Regions from separate parts of the Mus musculus genome. Here regions 2, 3 and 4 are each linked to region 1. A link is a contact called in public HiChIP or PLAC-seq and promoter capture Hi-C data. All regions are on one chromosome and are shown on one strand. The core of a region is the stretch at or near the end of the contact, and the rest is flanking DNA. Distances in the headings are between cores, read along the strand shown. Region 1 holds the start of Tal1 (T cell acute lymphocytic leukemia 1). Region 2 has its middle 8.7 kb from the start of Gm38492. Region 3 has its middle 15 kb from the start of Dmbx1. Region 4 holds the start of Atpaf1 (ATP synthase mitochondrial F1 complex assembly factor 1).

Region 1 (2,753 bases), core at 93-2,592:
TGTAGGGAGCGGGAATCCCGAGGGGCCAGGGGTGGGGAACGGGCGGAACCCGCCGGGTCCCAACGTGAGCGCTCAGCCCTCTCCTCTGCGCATTCCTGGGCCATCCCAGCGCCGCAACCCGTCCCCGCTCCCTCCGGAGAAATTGCCAAATTAAAATGAATCATTTGGCCCATAATGGCCGAGGCGCTTATCGGGGGCGGGCGGGCCCGAGGCGGCTCCTTATCTCGGCGGCGCACACGGCCGGCGCTAACGAGGCCGCGGGCGGGAGCGGGATTAGAGCGCGCGGCGAGGCGCGGGCGGGGGCTGCCCAACATGGCCACGCACACCCCCAAGGCGCAAAACGTGAGCGTCCCGGCCTTCTTCCCAGGGCCGGGAGACAGTCGCCTCCCGTGGAATTGCCCGTCCGTTTCCTCCGTCTTTCCCCATGCGCACTCCAGCCTCGGCTCCCTCTCCCCCGTCTCTTCCCGGGGGGCACTTTCCACGACGCCCCTCCGCTGCCCCTCCCGCCGGGGAGACTCTCTTCCTTCCTTCCCCTTTTCCCCTTGCGCAATAGACAGAAAAGCGCAAGGCGCTGGCGGCTTCCATTGCTTCTGGGCGGTGTGTGCGGGCGGCCGGGTTGAGAGTGCTTGCGTGAGCGGCAGGCTGCGGTGGCTACTCCCCGCGTGGGCTTTTGGCGATAGGTCGTGTGCGGGAGTGTGAAACCCTGCGCTGTCTGGGTGTGGAGATTCCGACCTCTCTGCGTTTTATTCGTTGTATGTAAATTGCCCTGTTTCTTTTCTCCACAAGGTCGGTCTGGTGTATCGCAGTGTGTGGCCTTGGACAAAGTGTTAGGCTGGTTTCGTTATGTCGGGCGGGTGTGATCCTCACCCTGTGAGGTTGTGTGTCTGTGAGCGTTTGCGTGTGACTGATGTCGCTGTGTCATGTTGGACAGTATGCCGGTCTGCCTACACCGGCTTGTGGGACAGAGCTAGCTCGTGTTCATCTGCTTCCCTCCTCTGGGCCTGGACCATGTGTGGTCCTGTCCAACAAGAGTCCTATGCCTGTGTGCCTGTGTCCTTTAGAGGTGCGTTTGCAAATCGCTGGGGGCGGGAGTGGGGGGAGGGCGAGCGAGAGATCGAGGCGCTGGTGGGGGCGTCAGCATGGGGGCGGGGAGTGGGATTTCACATTTTATTCCAAATTATGATGTATTCGGGAGCCAGTGTTGGCTCGGATGGGCGGACAGAGCCCAGTGGGCGGCAGCTCTGTCCGGAGGCTGTCTGTGCCTTGGTGTTGCGGGGGTCCCCTGGTGTGTGCGGGGGGAATCTTCTAATCTGGAAGATGAGCCGCGCTCGCTGAGGCCAGCGTCTTCCCGCCCGCAGCGCCAGGCCTGGATTCGCGCTGCCCCTGGGTTTCGCCTATTTCTGGTCAGTTTCGCGGGTGCGTCCGCGGTGGTTGGGAGAGGCTGGGAAAGACAATGGGCACATTTTCCAGGTCTGGTGCCAGGGGTGGGGGTCCTCGGGATCGTCCCGGGGGACATTTTCTCAGTCCCTTTCCCATCCCGGTCCAGTCAGACCCCCTAGCAGGTTAGCTGCCCTTGGAGTCCACTTACGTTGGAAGGACCGCTTCAGGGCCACCTTAGCTGGACAAGAAGGATCGCGTTTTCCCCTTTTACTGCGATTGTTAATACCTTCGTCATCATCACCATCACCCTTAATATCCGCTTTTAATTAAAACAATCGAACAAAAAGCTCACCAGTTCTACCCTTTAGCTTCTTTGGAGGGAGAACAAAGCAGTCCTGTCCTGTCTTAGGCCCCTCCCTAGCTGCTTTTTTTTTTTTTCCCCTAACTTGCCAGGTTTGGGGTAGGGAAAGAAAATGAAGAGGTAGTCAGAATAAAGAGTCACTCCATAAAACAAACATTAGCCTCAAGTAACAACGGGAACGAGTGTATTCCCCGCGTCTCCCCTCCTCTTCCCTCCTTCTCTGGATTAGCAAGGAGAAAGAAAACCTCCCGCACTGAATTGAAAGCCAGGGAGGAGGCAGTTCTGAGCTTCCGCCAAAGCCGCAGCGGAGAGAAGGAAGCCTTCGCAATTAACCCAAGACTTCGATGTGCCATTGGGCGGTGGACATCTCAGGCAAAACAATTAAAAAAAAAAAAGGAGGCGAAAAATAAAAGCAAACGAAATCCAGCTACCGCTCTTGGAAGTGGCGTCGGTCTGCTTTGGCCCGTCTTTCCTTTTGCTTTGTTTATCGCTGCGAAACAGTATAAGAGGTGTAAGAGTTAACTCTCATCTACTGCCAGTCAAAACCCCGAAAGTCGAAAATCTTTTGCAAAGGTGGTGGAAGAAATGGTGAAATACCTTCCTTTATATCTCTGCATCCATTAGAAAGAAAACAAGGGACCCAGCTAAAACAGATAGAGCTCTCTCTCTCTCCCTTTCATCCCTGCAAGGGAAATAGGATCTTTGGAAACAGGTTCTGCCTTGTCCTGGGCAGGAACTTGAAAGATGGGGTCATGAGGAGTATGGGACCAGGGCTCCCAGGTTCTGACCCAGCAGCCAGGGCCTGAAAACTCTTGGGTTTTTGTTGTTGTTGTTGTTGTTGTTTTTGTTTTTGTTTTTGTTTTTCCATCCCGTTCTCTCCACCCTCGTCAAATAGAGAATTACATCTTCCTGCTCTGGCTAAGCCTGGGCTAAGGTTGTGGGGGCAACCCGCATAGAGACGTCCATGCTTAGAAAACAAATTCGGCCATACTGAATTAGACAGATCCGTTAG
Region 2 (2,753 bases), core at 169-2,668, 920 kb after region 1:
CCCACACCTGTGCTCAATAAGAAACCTGAAGCTCTGAATTTAGAGGCCTGGTCACAGGCACACCCTAGAAAAGAAAGGCTGATTGCAAGCTCACAGCTCGGAGCATAGATAGGTCTATGGGAAATTTCTGAGGGCTCCCTGTCTGTGCTTGCAGAGGAAATCTAGGATGTTAGGGGCCCTGAAGCACTCAGGGCAAAGCCAAGGGCCTCTGGCAGTGACTGCTGGGCTAATGCACAAGGCCTCAGGTCTCTTGCTTCCTGCTTCCTCTCCCACTTCCCCTGTCCCTTGCTGCAAAGAAAGGGCTGGCCTGTCCTCAGCCCCTCTCACCCCCAACCCCCACTCACGCCCCCCACCCCACCCCCGCACACACTGTGCAAGTCTGAAGCAGTCCAATCCCATAGGCCTGTTTTGGGTCTATGCATTTTGCCGTCCTGGTCACATCTAGGCCTAAGTCCCCTCTGGCTACTTCACTCCTCCCTCCATCACTCCCTCCCTCCCTCCCTCCCTGCCTGCCTGCCTGCTAAAAGTTTTACAGAGCTCCCTTGGCAAATGCAGTACTGAGCAAGACAGACAACCATGATGGTGCCCATTGCCTGCTAGAGAAGTCAGGTCCGGATTAAGGAATAGGATGTAGTTAGTGAGTGCTATACTGGAGGCAGGTGCATGTACAGAAGAAGGTACAAACAACGGGCAGGCAAGAAAAGCACTTCCGGAGGAGAGTACCTGGAGTGGGTGAGGAGGTCAAAGAACTTCCAGGGCACAGTGGGATTGGTTTGGCTATTTTTTCTGTCACTGCTGAGGGGCAATGCAAACGCCCCCACTTTGGACTCCACCAACACTGGGTCCCTGTTCCTCACACCTCCTGCCTTTTCCCCAGTGGTTGCTCCTCATGGACAATGCGGCAGCCTGCTCCCCCACTTTCCTGCAAGGATGGAATAACCTCCTGGAGAGGATGCTCATCCTCTCCAGGTCTAGTCTAGAGGCCACCCTTTCCAGGGCTGGGTCCTTAAACAGATATTCAGGGCTTGAAAGTCCCTAGGACCCCACTTCAAACTCACTGCTTTGAAGATGGAAGGGGCCGGGGCTGTTTTTCTCCCTTCCCGACCCTCACTCCTTAAGGTTCCTCAGCCCCCACCCCCACCCCCCGCATCTCCCACTCCTGTCTCTAGACCTCTCTCCCTCAGTCTCGGGCTCCGTGGCTTCAACTCTCCCCCCCCCCCTCCCGTGGCCTCCTCCCCAGCGGGGCGGGGGAAATCGCTCCGTAAATAGGCGGATGGCCCGGGGCGCTCCGGGCGCAGACACTCGTTTTTAGAGCCGGTAATTGACTCCTTTCAGTTGATAATTCATGGCTTGCATATGCGCTTTAATGCGGGCGCCCGGGGAGGCGCGGCAGGCGGGGCGGCCGTGCGCAGAGCGAGCTGCAGCACGGCGGGAGCGATCGGGCCCGCCTGGCGGAGTCCGCACCACCGGGCCCTCGGGTCCAGGTCCCCCCGGAGGGCAGACGCCCGCTCTGCGGTCCTGTCTGCGGAGCAGGACTCTGGGTGGAAAAGGGAAAGGCTGCAGGGGCGAGGCAGGTCTGCACTGGTGAAGCCTTCCAGGAGAAAGCAAGGGCTGGGAACACGGGGACCTCTTCCCCACGCCGTCAAAGGGGAAACTGAGGCTGGAACTGAGGCAATAGTTCTTATCAGCAGTCCACCAAACTCGAACTCTGGCAACCCTATTTCTCAAAGGGTGTGGGTGCGAGGCCTCAGGCCCAGCGGCTGTAGAGATAGATCTCTTCACACCAAGAACTTTTCTTGCTTGTGAATTAAACTCTTCTGAGGTAATGACCCACACTGTTGCTGTCTCACAGACTCCCACCGAGAGGCCAGCTTTTCCCTGAGAACTCTGGATTCTGACACCTAGTCAGGTAGCCTCCTGCCTCACACACTCATAGCTTAGGGAGCCCAAGTCCCTTCCACCTGCTCCTCACCTCTATAGGTCTGCAACCTCCAGAGTCCGTGGCAGAATCTTTAGTGCCCTCTTAGAGATGTTTGGAGGAACTGGGCTTCCTGCCCAAGGTCACACAGTGACAGAGCCAAAGCAGGACCTACCCAAGCCCAGATCAAGCCTCCTTGGCTGCCAGGTTAAGATTGGGAAGGGAGTAGAAGCTGTCCTGTTCCAGAGGATCCTATGTGCACCCCAACACTGACCTCAGGGAGGCCCCCACAGAGGAACTGGGGAACACAGTCACTCAGATCAGCGGTGTTGCTGTGTAATGGGACAGAGATTAAAGTCATGGATGAAGCTGGACTGGGAATAAGGAGAAAAAAGCATTAGCTCAATAGACTAGAGAAAAGCCAGCCCTGAAGGTCTGTCCCCATGACAGTACTTCCTATTTACTCAGCCCCTGGACCTGGCATCCCCTGCTCTCTTTCCTGTAGCTAATTTCATCTTCCCAAAAATTCTACTCCCTCTACCTTAAAACCTGCGAACTTTAACCCAGCGTCAAATTGCCTAACTTGTTCCTGCATCCTCCTCTCTGTCCTTCCAAGAACCGATTTCCTCATCTATGGATTGGAGCTGGAGGATCTGAAGAGGGGAAGGAAGTGCAGTTTGCAATGGGTCTGAGAGCACAAGGCAATGGCTCCGCTGTGTGAAGCTCAATGCTGCCCTCTGTTGTCCATACTTGGTAACCAGCTTTGGAAGGCAGGGACGGGAGGCAGCAGACTAGAGAATCCCTTAACCTTCTTACTAAGCATATGGGGGGCGGG
Region 3 (2,753 bases), core at 191-2,690, 900 kb after region 1:
AGAGAGAAGAGCGTGCTGAACCAGACAGGTGAGGCTGGCAGGTGCTGGGAGGTGGGGAAAGGCAAGATGGGCGGGCACAAGTGAAGAGAGGAAGAAAGAAGCAGGGGCAGGGGGGCTGCAAAGGGAACAGAGGCCACCAAGGGGGCCCAGGAGACCGTGCCCCCTGCTGCCTTCTACCCACAGTCTACATCTATCCCTGCCCATAAGGCTCTATGTCCAGCCCTGAGGACTGCCAGCCCTGTGACTGATGGCCAGGCCCCTGCTGGGGGCACCGAGGGCAGCCACTCAGCAGAGGCAAACAGCTTGACCGTCTGTGGCCTCTGGACTCTGGGGCATGGTGGAAGCAGTGGGCAGAACAGATTGAGTTCGGCGTGATGCTTAGAAGCCCAGGCTTGGGGGAGGGGAGAGCTGGCTATGGCTCTTTCTTCCCCTTCCTGGATCAGCTAGTCCAACCTCTTCTTCTTCTGGCAAAGCTGGGCTTTAAGAAGTTCAGTCTTGCTGGCCTAGGTGCTCTGGCTTCCAACTTGTCAGACACCCTTCAGGATAGGACAGAGCCAGACAGGATAGGCCTTCTACCCTCTCACCCATTTGCCTGTCCCATAGAGCCAGGCCCAACACCACATTCTACATTTTGCTTCATTTTCTCCCATCCCCTTCAAGCTGTTTTCATGGACAGAAGAGAGGTGTTAACTTGACTCTATTGTATATCATCGAGCCCCAAATGCATGGCTTCCCAAAGCAATGAGCTATTAGAACTCCTCAGTCTCCTGAGGGGCTTCGTTTTCTCTTCAAATTTGGGGTCCAGTTTTGTTTGTTTGTTTGCTTGTTTGTTTGTTTGTTTGACAAGGGCTCATGGAGCCTGGGCTGGCCTTGAACTCACTATGTAGCTGATAATGACCTTGAACTCCTGGTGGTTCTAACCCAGGTACTGGGATATGGGTGTGTGCCACCTCTCCTAGCTCATCATCCTAAAAAGGACAGTTGAAGAGAGGGCAGGGCAAGGAGAAGCACTTAGGATGACAGTGTGTAGCTCTCCTAGGGTCTCAAAGCAACTGGACTGGGTTAGAATCCGACTATTCTGCATTCATGCATCCGGGGTTCTACCCACTATCTCCCCTGCCTCTTCTGTACCTTGTGGTTGGGCTCAGCCTTTTACTACCCTTCCATAAACACATTACACACAGGCCAACAGATCTGCAGCCATGAGGAACTGAGGTAGCCCAGGAAAACAGGCTTGAGACCTAACTTCCTCTCCAAACCCAGGGAAGCTGTCTTGTGGGTAGGTGACCTCTAGGCATCTCAGGATGCTGATACTGAGAAAAGCCAATCAGAACTCCCAAAGAGGAAACACTTAGCAAGCATCCCAGGGAGGAACTGAACAGCTTACTTTCAAGAGGCCGGAAAAGGGAGAGTGGGTGGGAGGACTGCTCCTTGGGGCTCCTTCCAGACCTGAAGCCCCAGGACCCATTGTTTTGGAAATGGAAAAATCACGTGCTCCCTGCTAGAAAGGACCCCACTCCCTCTTCCTCCCAGATCAGTGGTCAGAAGGCTAAAAGGCTAAATAAACTATTTTCTTGACCTTCCTCTAAGGTCTATGGTCCCCAAGGGAGCTTGATATCTGGACCCCAGCCCCAGCCCCACAAACTATTCCCCCCACCCCCACCAAGGCCTCCTCAGTGTCTGGCTGAGCGAGGATGGGACGACAAGGGGCCAGAAAGGGGGCTCATCAACATTTCCAGCAATGCTAATAGACTATCCTCGGCCACATCCTATTACTGCACACCCCCTCCCCAGCCCCCCAGCCTAGCTGGCCTGCGCCTCTCCTCGGCCCCGGGGACCAGGCATCAGATTGGAGTCAAGATTCCGAGAGTGTCATTTGCCGCCGTTGATGGTGCCGATAATAGGGATGGGCGGGCGGGCGGGGAGCCGCAGCGCAGAGGCGGATTCTCTATTAAGACTGCTGCTCAGTGCAGCAGCCAGAAAGAAGCAGGCAGGCCTGCGCTGGGCAGACAAGGCCAGCAGAGTTCCATAATGGGATGGGTGGCTTACCTATGGCATTGTCTGCACCGTTAGTGGGGACCACTCTTAGGAGCAGACATACTGGGCTTAGAGAGTGACAAAGGCCAGGAGAAGCAGGAAGAAACCGGGCAAGGCAAGCTCCAGCTGCCCCTGCAGCACTGTCTGCCTCCCTCTGTCCTTTTCACTACCCGGGACCCAAAGATCCTAGTTGATCAATAGAACAAGATATTTTTGCTCCCTCCTTGACTTCAGTCTTACTGAAAATCAGTCCTCCCAGAGGCCTAAAAAACCTGGAAGAGTGTGATCCTCCAACCAAAAAGCTGAGCTCAGCCACTACGTGTTTTTCAGGGTTTTGGGTTTTTTTCTTTTTTTTCATTTCTTTTCTTTTCTTTTCTTTTCCTTTCCTTTTCCTTTCCTTTCCTTTCCTTTCCTTTCCTTTCCTTTCCTTTCCTTTCCTTTCCTTTCTTTTCTTTCCTTTCCTTTCTTTTCTTTTCTTTCCCCAGAGTTTCACTAGGCAACCCAACCTGGCCTCAAACTCAAAATACTCCTGGCTCAGCCTCCCAGGTGCTGGGATTATAGGTGACAGTGAATGTTGTTCTTATGCCTTGCATACCACCATCACCTTCACCTCCTCCTTTAATGCCACCGACCGCCACCCAAGCCACCCTCATGGGCATCCCTAATCCCTGCAACCCAACCCTGTTTCTGCTTGTACACAGTGCTCACCATTGCTC
Region 4 (2,753 bases), core at 146-2,645, 730 kb after region 1:
TTTCTGAGTTCGAGGCCAGCCTGGTCTACCGAGTGAGTTCCAGGATAGCCAGGGCTATACAGAGAAACCCTGTCTCGAAAAACCAAAAAAAAAAAAAAAAAAAAGACTGGAAAGGGTTGGGGATTTAGCTTAGTAGAGTGCTTACACAAGGCCCTGGGTTCAGTCCTCAGCTCTGGGTGGGGGAAGAGTAAAGATAGACTATAAGGAGGAATGGGGGAGAGATGGCTCAGCAGCTTAAAAGCACTTGCCCTGTGAGCCTGGAGAGCTGAATTAGATCAGCTGGAAAGGAGTTGGAAACTGGAAAAGAAGGAGAGAGCCTATTTCACAAAATTGTCTTCTGATTTCCACATGTGCTTCACCACACTTGAACACAATTTTTTTTTTTAAAGGATGGGGAGGTTTCTCTAGAGGTCTCTTTGAGGCGCTGAGAGAACTGAGTTCCAGATGAGGAGGAGGCAATGCATGCCTGTTTGAGCAGAGGAAACAGCACGTGGAAAAATTCTGAGCCAGGTACAGGCCAGCAAAGTCAGACTTCCATATCTCCCAATGCACTGTCCCAGCATCGAGAGTCTGATGTCTGAGCGCAGGCTGTATTGAACAGAGTTTGGAGTCCCTGTTCCTGCCTCGGGAGAGGTTCCTATCAACTAAGGTCCAGATAAGGACTTCCATGTGACTGCCCTCACATAAGGTCTGCTTTGGATGGTAGCAGGTGAGATACCATTGTTCCTAAGCTCAAGTTTGGTTCAGCAAATGAAGATGGTGACATTTTGGTTGAGAAGGGGAGAGCCCAAATAAAGACTTGTCCAGGATAATTCCTTATGTCTCTGAGGAAAGTAGTTCAATTAAATGCCAGGAAGGAACCCAGACTTCAGAGGCATTGCGTTTTTAAAAAGCTTAGCTTTTAGGTGGAACTTACTACTTTAATGGTTCACAGCCTGTTTAGCTTCTCCATCTGTAAAATGAGGTTAATATCTACTTCATAGGGTATGAGGCCAATGGAACCTTCTGCAAATAGACACTGATAAAGAGAAGCTTCAGCTATGATGTTCAGACATCCTTTGCAGCTAAAGAAACTGTTACAGCTAGTGCCAAGTAAATTTAGAAAAGGGGCAAGCCCTGTGAGAACCCGAAGATGCAAGCCAGCTTTCCAGAAGCCTGGCGCGCAGAGGCTGCTGGTCGGGGGTAGGGGGTGGGGTGAATCCTGGCAGACTCCCGGGAGGAGACGCGCCACGACACCCCTAGAGCGGGTGGGCAGAACCGGGAGCTGCCAGCCCGAAGCGTCGTTGTCCCTTCTCCACTCCAGCACCCGGAACCTTGAGCGCGCGGAACCTCGGTGGCGGAACGCGGGCCTCGCGGACCTTGCGGGAGATGGAGCAGGCGCGCGGGCCGGGGGCCGAGGCTGACGCGCCCGAGGAGGAGGAGGGGGAGTCGCAGGCGGCCATGGCGGCGGTAGTGTCCGCTGCGGGTGGAGCGTGCCCCGCAGTCCTGCAGGTGGCGGGTCTCTACCGAGGCCTGTGTGCAGTGCGCAGCCGCGCCCTGGGGCTGGGGTTCGTGTCACCGGCACAGTTGCGCGTGTTCCCGGTGCGCCGGGGCTCGGGCCTGCCCCCCGAGGGAGCAGACGGCAGTGGGGTCAGCGAGCTGGAAGCGAACCCCTTCTACGACCGCTACCGGGACAAGATCCAGCAGCTGCGCAGGTGCGGTCCTGGTCGGGTGGGGGTGGGGACTCACGACCGGCGGGCAGAGCTTCCGGCATGCACTACTCTCCGGGACGGTGGGCTTGCCCTGGCCCTGCTATACCAATAGTTTGTTTCCAAGTTCAGAGAGGCCAGGCCACTTGCCTAAAGTCACATCTCTGCAGACTCTTTGGGTCTTTCCACAGTCGTCAAAACACTCTTTAAAGCCCTATGAAGAAGACAGCTCAGAGAAAGTTGTCCCCTACTTAGGAAGATGAAAATGAAGACCTTCAGCGAAGGCATTTGATTTGCTCAAGGTCACATGTTGAGTCAGCAGATACCTGCCTGAGAGATCAAGTTCACAGGCTCTCCCAGCTTAGGGCCCTGACTGCCTGGACAAGGAGACTGGGATTGTGGCAAAGACTGATATGATAATGTTACGTTTGTATTGCCCATTGAACCCTCTCACTAAGGAAATGTAGGGATCTGGAGAGAGGTAGAGTCTTGCCCGAGGTCACACAGTTGGTTAAGGTTTATCTGACTGTAACCAGGGTTCCTAAGGCGTCAGCTTCCAGAAGGTAAACCGTGAAGATGAAAGAGGTGTGGCTTAGTAGAAGAGAACTTGCTTACTATGCACTGGGCCTTGAGTTCCATCTCCAGCACTGAGGAGGAAAAGTGTCGTAGGGTTATGGCTGTTAAGGTAGGTAGAGTGGGTGCCTAGTTCCAGGACGAAGGATGAAGGTAAGGAATGGTGGTCTGAGAGTTTGGTGCTATAGGAAGGCACTTCTGAAAGGAAGCCAGACGTTACCGGCTAGAAGTTCTCTGCATTTTGTCTCATTTTAATTCCACTCCCTTAAGTTCTTCGTCTTCACGCGGGGCAGCAGCATCCTCTAACTAGGTGTACTGGCTGGTTTGGTGTGTCAACTTGACACAAGCTGGAGTTATCACAGAGAAAGGAGCTTCAGTTGAGGAAATGCCTCCATGAGATCCTGCTGTAAAGCATTTTCTCAATTAGTGATCAAGGGTGGGAGGACCCATTGTGGATGGTGCCATCCCTGGGCTGGTAGTCCTGGGTTCTAT

Evidence for each region. Promoter capture Hi-C pulls out the DNA fragments that hold promoters and counts their contacts. HiChIP or PLAC-seq counts read pairs in DNA pulled down with a chosen protein or histone mark.
Region 2: a contact with region 1 is called in a promoter capture Hi-C map of embryonic stem cells, with 5 times the contacts expected there. The contact joins the enhancer-like site here to the promoter of Tal1 in region 1. A contact is called at or near these places in 2 of 39 promoter capture datasets (both in embryonic stem cells), 1 of 15 datasets of contacts at CTCF or cohesin (stem cell-derived epiblast-like cells), 4 of 484 Hi-C or Micro-C datasets (all in embryonic stem cells), 11 of 115 datasets of contacts at active chromatin or transcription factors (craniofacial prominence, embryonic forebrain, embryonic hindbrain and 5 more) and 1 of 9 other capture datasets (embryonic stem cells).
Region 3: a contact with region 1 is called in an H3K27ac HiChIP or PLAC-seq map of embryonic stem cells, with 13 times the contacts expected there. The contact joins the enhancer-like site here to the promoter of Tal1 in region 1. A contact is called at or near these places in 8 of 39 promoter capture datasets (cranial neural crest, embryonic stem cells, frontonasal cranial neural crest and 3 more), 1 of 15 datasets of contacts at CTCF or cohesin (stem cell-derived epiblast-like cells), 36 of 484 Hi-C or Micro-C datasets (B cells, cardiomyocytes, cerebellar granule neurons and 16 more), 13 of 115 datasets of contacts at active chromatin or transcription factors (astrocytes, craniofacial prominence, embryonic basal ganglia and 5 more) and 2 of 9 other capture datasets (embryonic stem cells and liver).
Region 4: a contact with region 1 is called in a promoter capture Hi-C map of embryonic stem cells, with 4 times the contacts expected there. The contact joins the promoter of Atpaf1 here to the promoter of Tal1 in region 1. A contact is called at or near these places in 11 of 39 promoter capture datasets (the HPC-7 cell line, HPC-7-derived erythroid cells, cranial neural crest and 5 more), 1 of 115 datasets of contacts at active chromatin or transcription factors (embryonic stem cells) and 2 of 9 other capture datasets (adipose tissue and embryonic stem cells).

What each region holds. Positions count from the first base shown.
Region 1 is chr4:115,056,469-115,059,221 of GRCm38.p6, forward strand. Tal1 (T cell acute lymphocytic leukemia 1) reads left to right here and starts at 1,343. Exons shown (of 5, transcript NM_001287388.1): 1 at 1,343-1,403. It overlaps Gm33786 (a long non-coding RNA gene), which reads right to left. Exons shown (of 2, transcript XR_376559.3): 1 at 1,589-2,753; 2 at 1,154-1,441.
Region 2 is chr4:115,978,248-115,981,000 of GRCm38.p6, forward strand. No RefSeq gene overlaps it. Among named protein-coding and RNA genes, the nearest start is that of Gm38492, 8.7 kb to the left of the region's middle. Within about 2 kb of position 1,419, at least 20 of the 459 cell types and tissues checked have an H3K27ac peak or open chromatin away from gene starts, as enhancers often do.
Region 3 is chr4:115,953,436-115,956,188 of GRCm38.p6, forward strand. No RefSeq gene overlaps it. Among named protein-coding and RNA genes, the nearest start is that of Dmbx1, 15 kb to the left of the region's middle. Within about 2 kb of position 1,441, at least 6 of the 459 cell types and tissues checked have an H3K27ac peak or open chromatin away from gene starts, as enhancers often do. A contact at or near this core is called in embryonic stem cells and epiblasts, where this site is marked.
Region 4 is chr4:115,783,611-115,786,363 of GRCm38.p6, forward strand. It overlaps Atpaf1 (ATP synthase mitochondrial F1 complex assembly factor 1), which reads left to right and starts at 1,396. Exons shown (of 9, transcript NM_001369233.1): 1 at 1,396-1,694. The coding sequence starts at 1,441.